2 separate regions of the Mus musculus genome follow, and region 2 is linked to region 1. Evidence: chromatin contacts called from public HiChIP or PLAC-seq data. All regions are on one chromosome and are shown on one strand. Each heading gives the region's core, a stretch centred on a gene start, on an enhancer-like site or on the middle of the called end of the contact. The rest is flanking DNA. Distances are from core to core; before and after follow the strand shown.

Evidence for each region. HiChIP or PLAC-seq counts read pairs in DNA pulled down with a chosen protein or histone mark.
Region 2: an H3K27ac HiChIP or PLAC-seq map of embryonic stem cells shows a contact between it and region 1, with 3 times the contacts expected there. The contact joins two enhancer-like sites. A contact is called at or near these places in 2 of 39 promoter capture datasets (liver and pre-B cells), 2 of 115 datasets of contacts at active chromatin or transcription factors (embryonic stem cells and pancreatic cancer cells) and 1 of 9 other capture datasets (liver).

The regions. Positions count from the first base shown.
Region 1 is chr4:132,745,299-132,749,806 of GRCm38.p6, forward strand. It overlaps Smpdl3b (sphingomyelin phosphodiesterase, acid-like 3B), which reads right to left. Exons shown (of 8, transcript NM_133888.2): 2 at 1,180-1,393. Among named protein-coding and RNA genes, the nearest start is that of Smpdl3b, 9.6 kb to the right of the region's middle. Within about 2 kb of position 2,528, at least 202 of the 459 cell types and tissues checked have an H3K27ac peak or open chromatin away from gene starts, as enhancers often do. A contact at or near this core is called in embryonic stem cells and pancreatic cancer cells, where this site is marked.
Region 2 is chr4:133,345,786-133,350,293 of GRCm38.p6, forward strand. It overlaps a transcript of Wdtc1 not described here. Among named protein-coding and RNA genes, the nearest start is that of Wdtc1, 8.7 kb to the left of the region's middle. Within about 2 kb of position 2,001, at least 47 of the 459 cell types and tissues checked have an H3K27ac peak or open chromatin away from gene starts, as enhancers often do. A contact at or near this core is called in embryonic stem cells and pancreatic cancer cells, where this site is marked.

The sequences.
Region 1 (4,508 bases), core at 1,278-3,777:
ACAATCTACAGGGCAGCCAGGCAGGACAGAATTACAACCCACATTCTGCCTTTTCATTGCCAGCTATGAAGCCCTGGGTAGGTTGGTAGCCTATCTGAGCTGCAATGGGCTCATCTGTAAAATGGATAATAATGGATACCTAACCATAGAGTCATATACTAAATAAAAATAAAACATTGGATTTCTACACAGCTCTCTGGGAGATGTCTTTATAACAAAAGAGCTACGACCCTAAAAGTCATCTTCCACAGGCATGCATTCGGTGCTGCAAGCTCCTAGAGGCTTCTAGAAAAATGTTCCACCTGGGGAGGGATCACAGGTTTCCCAGTGTCTCTCCCAGAGTCTGTATTTCACAGTGTTACGGTTTTTAAGGGCCCTTCCTCAGAGCCCTTCCCCCCAAGCAAGACCCCTCAAAGGAGTCTATTGATTTCTGGGCCCAAGAAACTGAGAAATGGCTGGGCAGTGGTGGCACATGACTTTAGTCCCAGCACTCCAGAGGCAGAGGCAGAGGCAGGCAGATCTCTAAGTTCAAGGCCAGCCTGGTCTACAAAGTGAGTTTTAGGGAAGCCAGGACGACACAGAGAGACCCTGTCTGGAAACAGAGCCCCACCCCAGTACCTGCCACCAAAACAAAGAAACTGAGGACTGACCAGGTCCTCCTGACACATTGCCATATTCCTTAAGGGGGTTAGCCTTTCCACTCCTCCTGCATGGAGCCCATGGCATGATCACTCCCATCTCATAATGAGGGACAGTCAAGAACGTCATGGGTTCATCCCAGCTCCTAGAATCATCCACTGAGACTGGCAGAGGGAGCACCTGGAACTGTCCTTGAACCTGGTCCTCACACCTGGGTCACCACATCCTGTAGGAAGTCCTTTCCTATGCTGCTATGTGGATCAGGTTCCTTGTGCAATTTGCATACCCCCACAGGTGGCTCCCTGCTGGCTGGAAAAGTATGGACCCTGGGCTCACCTGGATCCTCTGGAAGTCTAAGGCCCTCTGAGGGCCAGTCCCTGTCTCTACCATCTCAGTTCCCCAGTGTCTACCCCAGGACTGAGCAAGTGCCAGGCTGATTGGCCAAGTTCTCTACATCCTGCATATTCACCTGAGATGAAGATTAAAAGAGACAGAGGAGGTGAGGGGCCCGGCTCACAGGTGAAATCCGACTGCTCTTACCCTGTCCAGAGAATGAAGTCAGGCTTTGGTTCAATCTCCTTCATGGCATACAAGGACGAGTTGATAAGGGCCCAAGGAGAATCGCAGAGGTAGTCCCCCCAGGGGCCAGCATTTAGCACAGGCTGGGAGCCGGCCGACGGGCACACCTGGAGGGGGTCTTTGGATACGGTGTAGTTGGGGTCCAGATGCAGGTCGGAGATGTGCCAGAACCTCCCTGTGGGGAAAGAGAACCTCCCTCAATACTGGATGAGGAAGCGGCCCTGAGATAAACACAGGCTCCTCTGGACACCAGGTTTCCAGAAAAAGTTCTACGGACCAGCTCTGTTCAGCCAGTGACTTCTTTTTTTTTTTAAAGATTTATTTATTTTTTATATGTAAGTACACTGTAGCTGTCTTCAGACACACCAGTAGAGGGCATCAGATGTCATTACAGATGGTTGTAAGCCTCCATGTGGTTGCTGGGATTTGAACTGAGGACCTTCGCGGAAATACAGTCGGTGCTCTTAACCACTGTCTCTCCAGCCCCCGCCAGTGACTTCCTGTTGAAGGTTCTTACCATTGCCATCCCTGTACTGACAGAAGGTGCATAAGAGACGGGGTCATATGACCCTCAAAGTGCTGAACCAGGTGCTGGTTTGCAAATTAAGGTGAGAAAAGTGTATAGGTTTGAACAGTCAGACTCGGGATCCACCAAGGAGCTGGATGGCCTTGGGCAAGTTCAGTCACTCAGAGAGCCTATGGCTAGGTCCAGACCCTGCATACCTCAGTGAGATATGAGCAAAAAAAAAAAAAAAAAAAAAAAAAAACCAAAATTGGACCTGGGGGAGAAGGCTTACACACAAATGAGTTGGGAGACCTTGAAACCCTGGGGAGTCTGTGTGGGAATGAGAGGGGAGCACAACAGAGGATGATGGACTATCCCATGGGACGGTGCTCCTCACATGGGTGTGCTCACCACGACAGGACGTCAGCATGCACTGTGGGAGGCAAGTTTGTTATAGTGTTTGACAGGATTTTGCTCCAAACCAAGGGAATCTAATGTAACACAGAGAAAGGAAATAGAAGCCAGCAAGGTGGAGCACGGAGCTGCATAACCAGTCTCTCTCTGTCTCTGTCTGTCTGTCTGTCTCTCTCTGAGACAGAACTGGCTTTGAACCCAAGATCCTCCTACGTCAGTCTCCCAAGTGCTAGGCCTACTGGTGCACACCAGCACACCCAGCTCTCCATGACTGCAGACTGCATATTGAAAGTAGGTGTAGCCTCTGCCCTCGATCCAGTGTTCTGGGCTGGTGTTGGGAGAAGCCGGGGGAATTACCTCACCAGCCACCGCCTATGTAACTTCCTCCTCCACTTCCTCAAACTGTGAATGAAGCCTGCTTCCTTCCCTACAGGAAGCCGAGTCTAAGGCTGGGACCAGAACTTGAATGTGAAACCAAAACAGGCCCTGGCTCCTGTCAGTCCTAAACTTCTCTTCACAGGTGCTCTTAGGAGCTTAGGGAAAGAAAAAGACCTTGCCTGCCTTTCCTGACCTATGCCTGATTTGTGGAAAGGACCTAAAACTTGCTTACACTAAGGTATGAATGTCTGATTAAGCAAATCATTACCCCTCCCGTACGCAGTACCGCTGCCCTGCCCACAGCCCTGGGAAGCTTGGATTACTAAGGTCCACTTTCCTGATAAGGAAGCAAAGTTCAGAGGTCACCAGGCCTGAGATCACGTGGCCAGTGGGTCCGGTCCTATGGCTCAGACTCTCTAAGGAGATGTGATTGCTGTCTGGTGAGCCCAGTACCCTACTGTCTTAGATGGGTGTCTCAGTTGACAGTGTGAGCTTACATTTTGAATTTTTTACCCAAATGAAAATTTTATTTATTTATTTATTTATTTAAAGATTTATTTAAAGATTTATTTATTTATTTATTATATGTAAGTACACTGTAGCTGTCTTCAGACACTCCAGAAGAGGGAGTCAGATCTTGTTACGGATGGTTGTGGATGGTTGTGAGCCACCATATGGTTGCTGGGATTTGAACTCCAGACCTGTGGAAGAGCAGTCGGGTGCTCTTACCCACTGAGCCATCTCACCAGCCCGAAATTTTTATTTATAATAGGAAGGGATTTAACCTTTCCATACAGATTTCAACCCCTAATATATTTGAAATAATTCCTACAGGAGCAAAACCCTAAGCCAGGGTAAAGGGATTAAATGCCTCATTCTATTCAGCAAGTGGATGGGTTAGTGTACCTTCCAAGTGCCATGGCATCTGCTAGCTCGTGCCTCTGGCCATGCGTTAGGCCAAGCTGGCCAGCCTAATGCAACCAGCCTAATGTTACCAACTTCCGTCTGGTGTCCTCGGAGGACCCGGGCAGAGGCATTGCCCTGCCTCAAGGATGATCTTTTTCAGTTAACCACAAGCACCAACCACTTGGTCTCTCTGATGTCAGCCACAGTGAACATTTCTTCATTCCAGAAAGTCCTGGCTAGTGGTGAGGCCATACCAGTTGTCAGTAACTAGTCAAAGTGAAACTACATCCAGAGGCCCCAACACCTCTGAGTTGGGTGTGTGTGTGTGGTATGTTGGGTGTGGTGGGTGTGTGTGTCTGGTGTGTGTGGTGTGTGTATGTGTGAGTTGGGTGTGTGTGTGTGTGTGTGTGTGTGTGTGTGTGTGTGTGTTGCTGTAAATCAAACTCAGGGCGTCCTGCATGCTCTACTACTGAACATATTCCTAGCCCTCCCCGCATTGCCTTGTTTTGAGAAAAATCATATTACAGTGCTCAGACAGATGGCACGAGTTCAGGTGAACCTTCCCCCATTCGGCCTTCCAAGTACGAAAGGTGTGTGCCACCACTAAGCAGTTGAAGTAAAGACTCTTTTTTTTTTTTTTTTTTTTTGAAGAGGTTAGAGGGTGAGTGGGGTTTTAAGACAGGGCTTTCCTATGGAGCTCTGGCTGTCCTGGAACACACTCTGTAGCCCAGGGTGACCTTGAACTCAGAGATCTGCCTGCCCTTGCCTCTAGAATGCCAGAATTAAAGGCATGCACCACCACTGCCTGAAGTAAGGATTTTTTTGTTATTGTTGTTTTTCTTTTTCTTTTTTCTTTCTTTCTTTTTTTTTGTTTTTGTTTTCGTTTTTTTGTTTTTTGTTTCGAGACAGAGTTTCTCTGTGCAGTCCTGGCTGTCCTGGAACTCACTCTGTAGACCAGGCTGGCCTTGAACTCAGAAATTCGCCTGCCTCTGCCTCTTAGTGCAGGGATTAAAGTAAGGATTCTTATGCTGATTTGAGAGATAAGTCAACCTCCCTGACTCAGAGGTGGCAAATGGGACTATTGTAA
Region 2 (4,508 bases), core at 751-3,250, 600 kb after region 1:
ACTGGAGAGATGGCTCAGCGGTTAAGAGCATTGTCTGTTCTTCCAGAGGTTCTGTGTTCAATTTCCAGTAACCACATGGCATCTCACAGCCATCTGTAATGGGATCTGATGCCCTCTTCTGGCATGGAGGTGTACCCACATGGCAGCTCATGTTATTTCTTCTGATGCCTCTTGCTTCCTGATGCCCCATGTCAAAGCCGGAGCCACTCAAGAAAATCTGGGGGATGAAAAGACATCAGCCTCTGACTCAAGATGACTGGAATTGGAACATAAGCTTCGCCTTCATCACTTCGAGTGATGCTACCTTCAACGGCTTTGCCCTTAGAGTCTCAGTTTCATCAACACCCATTCCATAGTTATACAGATATAGAGCAGTAGCTAAGTGTAATATCTTGAAAGTCAGACTTATCTTCCTAGACTTGTGCTCTTCAGCACCACACAGGCTATGACCTCCTGGCTGCCGCAGCCAGTTTATTTCTTAGATAGAGTCACTCTGCATCCCAGGCTGGTCTGAAAGTAACTGTGTATCCCAGCCTGACCTCCATGTCCCCTTGCTTTAGCCTCTCAAGAACTGGGATTCCACGCATGAACCATTGTGCCAAATGTAACCATCTTTCCAGTCCCTACTTAGGATTTTTTCAAAACAAGGTTTCTCTGTGTAGCCCTGACTGTCCTAGAACACACTTGTAGACAAGGCTGGCCTTGAACTCCCACCTGCCTCTGCCTAGCTACTAAGGATTCTTAAGTCAGCCTGGTGACGTGGAAGCGCTAAGGGAGGACTTCCTGAACCAAGTGGTATCCAAGCTGAGACCAGAGTGACCTGAAGAAGCAAGGTTTGCAGGGGAAGAAATATCCTTGAGTTCATTTGAGGAACTAGTCCAACCAGGCAGGGCAGAGTGTGATTGAAAATGAGGCTGTGGGCAGATGAGAAGGATCTTAAAAAGCCACTCTAAGATCGTGAAGTCTGTCTCCGGCCATTTGAGCCACGGACCAATCACTTGAATTACGTTATGGAGAAACTGAACAGCATTGGCCAAACTGAAGGCAGGAAAGCTGACAGGAAGACAAACACAGTGACACAGGCAAAGAAGGAAAGTCCCTGGTAAAGGGGCAGATCTGGGAGATAATTAGGAGGTGGATAGACAGGTGGAATGAGTGACTTAACACAGAGAGGTAGGGGCAGAGGGAGGGAAACCGGAAGGCTCTTTTTTCATGGTGGCCATCTGTTGCAGCAGGATGAAGTGGTATCTCTTCCTGGCCATTGGCCACCGCAAAACTCACAATGTGGGTGACAAGCAAAAAATTCCACTTTATTTTTATAAACCATGTATGGTCACAGAAGTTGTTCTGGCTTAAGAAAGGACCGTCTGCTGGTGGTGGTGCACACCTTTAATCCCAGCACTGGGGAGGTAGAGGCAGGCAGATCTCTGAGCTGGCGGCCAGCCTGGTCTACTGGGGGAAGCCCAGGACAGCCAGGGCTACACAAAGAAAACCGTGTCTCAAAAAACAAAACAAAACATAAGGATTAAAAGGGCTGTGTGTGACCACAAACAAAGTTGCCTTAGAAAGTAGGGAGTCTTGTGGGGAGAGTGTATGCTAGAGACTGAACACACAGCTTTGTACGTACAAGCAAGTGCTCTACCACTAAGCTATGCCCTTAGCCATAATTAGTTTTCATTCTGTGCATATGGGTGTTTTGTCTGCATCTATGTCTGTGTAACATGTTATGTGGAGGTGCCCAAAGGAGACCAGAAAAGGGTGTCAAATCCCCTGCAATTAGAGTTACAGATGCTTCTACTGGTACTAGTGCTGATGATGCTACACGTGGTGCTGGGAATAGAACATAGATTCTCTGGAAGAGAGCCCCAGTGCTCTTACCCACAGAACCGTCTCTCTGGTCTCATTATTATTTTAAGATTTGTTTTATTTCATTTACATTCATATTTGTGCCTGTGTTTATGTGTGCCACATGTGGGTAAATGCCCACGGAGGTCAGAAGATGGCACCAGATCCCCAGGAGCTAGAGTTAGAGGCTGTTGTGAGCCGCCCAATGTGAGTGTGGGAAACTGACCTCAGGTCTTCCGGAAAAAAAAAGCAGTAATGTGGTCTTAATTGCTGAGTCATCTCCAATCCATCATTTCTATTTTTAGTTTGAGTCAAGGTCTCACTTAGATGCCATTACTGCCTTAGAGGGCTCTTGACCCACCCTGTCTCAGCTTGCTACCTAGTGAGGGGCATACCGGTTACAGTCTAGAACTAAAAGATCAACAAAGTTACCACAGTTACACTGTAGCCATCAGTCCCAGAAGTCTCAAAGTGGTTACTGTTATATGCTGGGGAGGTAGAAAAAGACTGATATCTCATGGGTCAAGTGACCTCACCGTGTCTGGTCATCTGCCGGCCCAAAGAACAAGCAGAATCCACACATTTGTCAAGCTCACTAAGAAAAAAATGAAATACGAAATGAGTTGTTCAAAAATCCCCTAAACTACCAGGCATGACTGTGCATGCCTGTAATCCTATACTAGAGCTGAGCAAGAGACCTGCTAGCATTTAAGACAACCTTGGCCAAACAGAGTTGTGTAATGAGATCACCTCTTAAAAAAAAAACTATCTCTATACTTCTAAAAAGGGGTCGGATCAGGGATTCTAGGAACACAGCCCAGTTAGTAGAACACTTGCCTAGCATGCACAAACCCAGGGGTTCATCCCCAGCACCGCATAAACCAGGATTGATGCCAAAGGTCCATTTCCCCACCAGTTGGAAGTAGAGGTGGGGGAGGTCAGAAGTTCAAGGTCACCCTTGGCTACTCAGCAAGTTTGATGCCTGTCTGGGCTACAGGAAATGTATCACAAAAAATAGGAGATGGAGGTGAGAGGAGAAAAGTAGGCATTATGGTATACATCTCTAATCCCAGCTCTTGGGAGGCAGAGTCCACCCTGGGCTACATGGAACCCTTTTATAGATGCAGAAAAGGCTTTTAATCAAGTTCAACACCCCAATCATGAGAAATTTCTAGAAGAAACTAGGAATAGAAGATACTTCTTCAAGCCAGACAATGGTGAAATATAAATCTGAAATATAAATGAATAAAATGAGTTTAAAAAAAATTTTTTTTTTGGTTTTTCGAGACAGAATTTCTCTGTGTAGCCCTGGCTGTCCTGGAACTCACTCTGTAGACCATGCTGGCCTCGATTCAGAAATCCTCCTGCCTCTGCCTCTGCCTCTGCCTCCCAAGTTCTGGGATTAAAGGTGTGTGCCACCACTGCCCGGCAAAATGGGTTTTCTTCAACTGTGTGTTTTAATTCCATGCTAGAATGTTAGACGGGAGATGGCCACGGGGCACATGTCATGTCGGACATCAAGCTTTTGAGTTTTATTTTTAAATAAAAAGGACAGTTTTGTTGCTTTGCATTAAAAACAAAGTTAAGAGACTTTAAAAAAAATTTTTTTTTCAGAGATGAGAACTGAACCCAGGGCCTTGTGCCTGCCAGGCAAGCGCTATACCACTGAGCTAAATCCCCAACCCCAATTTAAAATGTTTTAAGGAAATTACAAGAGTTCCTGCAGCTCAAACATGATTTTTAAAAATATTTTATTTTATGTGCATCGGTGTGAACGGGTCAAGAGCTGAGGTTGCAAAGGGTTGTGAGCTGCCACGTGGGTGCTGGGAACTGAACCTGGGTCCTTTGGAAGAGCAACCAGTGGCTCTTAACCACTGTGCCATCTCTCCAGCCCCTCAAACTATGCTTTCTAAATCTCTAAAAACTGGAATGACTTGGAACTAAAGATAAAATATTTGGGCAGGGTGACTGTAGCACACACCTTTGATCCCACCCACCCCTCAGGGACAAAACTCAGATACAGCTTCTAACTGATAGGTTGGCACACTAGAGAAATCACATATCATATTTACATTTGTTTTTTTTTAAATCCCTCTACAGGGTTACCAGAGAGACGGCTCATTTCCAGTAGGGACAGAAACAAAGAGCAGCTTTAAGCTCATCTCTGTGCATGCAACCCTGACCAATCTTGAACCAGATGATGTCCTAACTATGGATATCATATTTATTGATTAATTGCCAACTGGGAACCCTTCATAAAGCAAAAAGGAGTTCATTGGAACTTGCCTGTTGGCTTCTATTGCAAATGCTTTCCATATACAGAGAATAAATACTCTCTTTGAGACTCAAATCTGGACATTTTACCAGGCATGAAGAACCTTAGAGGGTGAACCTTACAATGATGGGTCGGGTCCATTCTTTATAAAGGCTTAGCCTTGGGGAAAAAAGGCATTAGAGTGAAGCTTAATTCCTTCAAGACAAGCTATAATACCAAAGGGGTCTGTCCCTTCCCTCACTGAGGAAATAGCTCAATTGTCTATAATCCCCATCCATAAAATTCTCACCTCTCCCCCCAACCCCCAAGAGGCATCTATGGAGCTGTGGGACCAACAGAATGGTCACAACATTTGGTTCACATCTGGTTTACTGATGGTTCATCAACC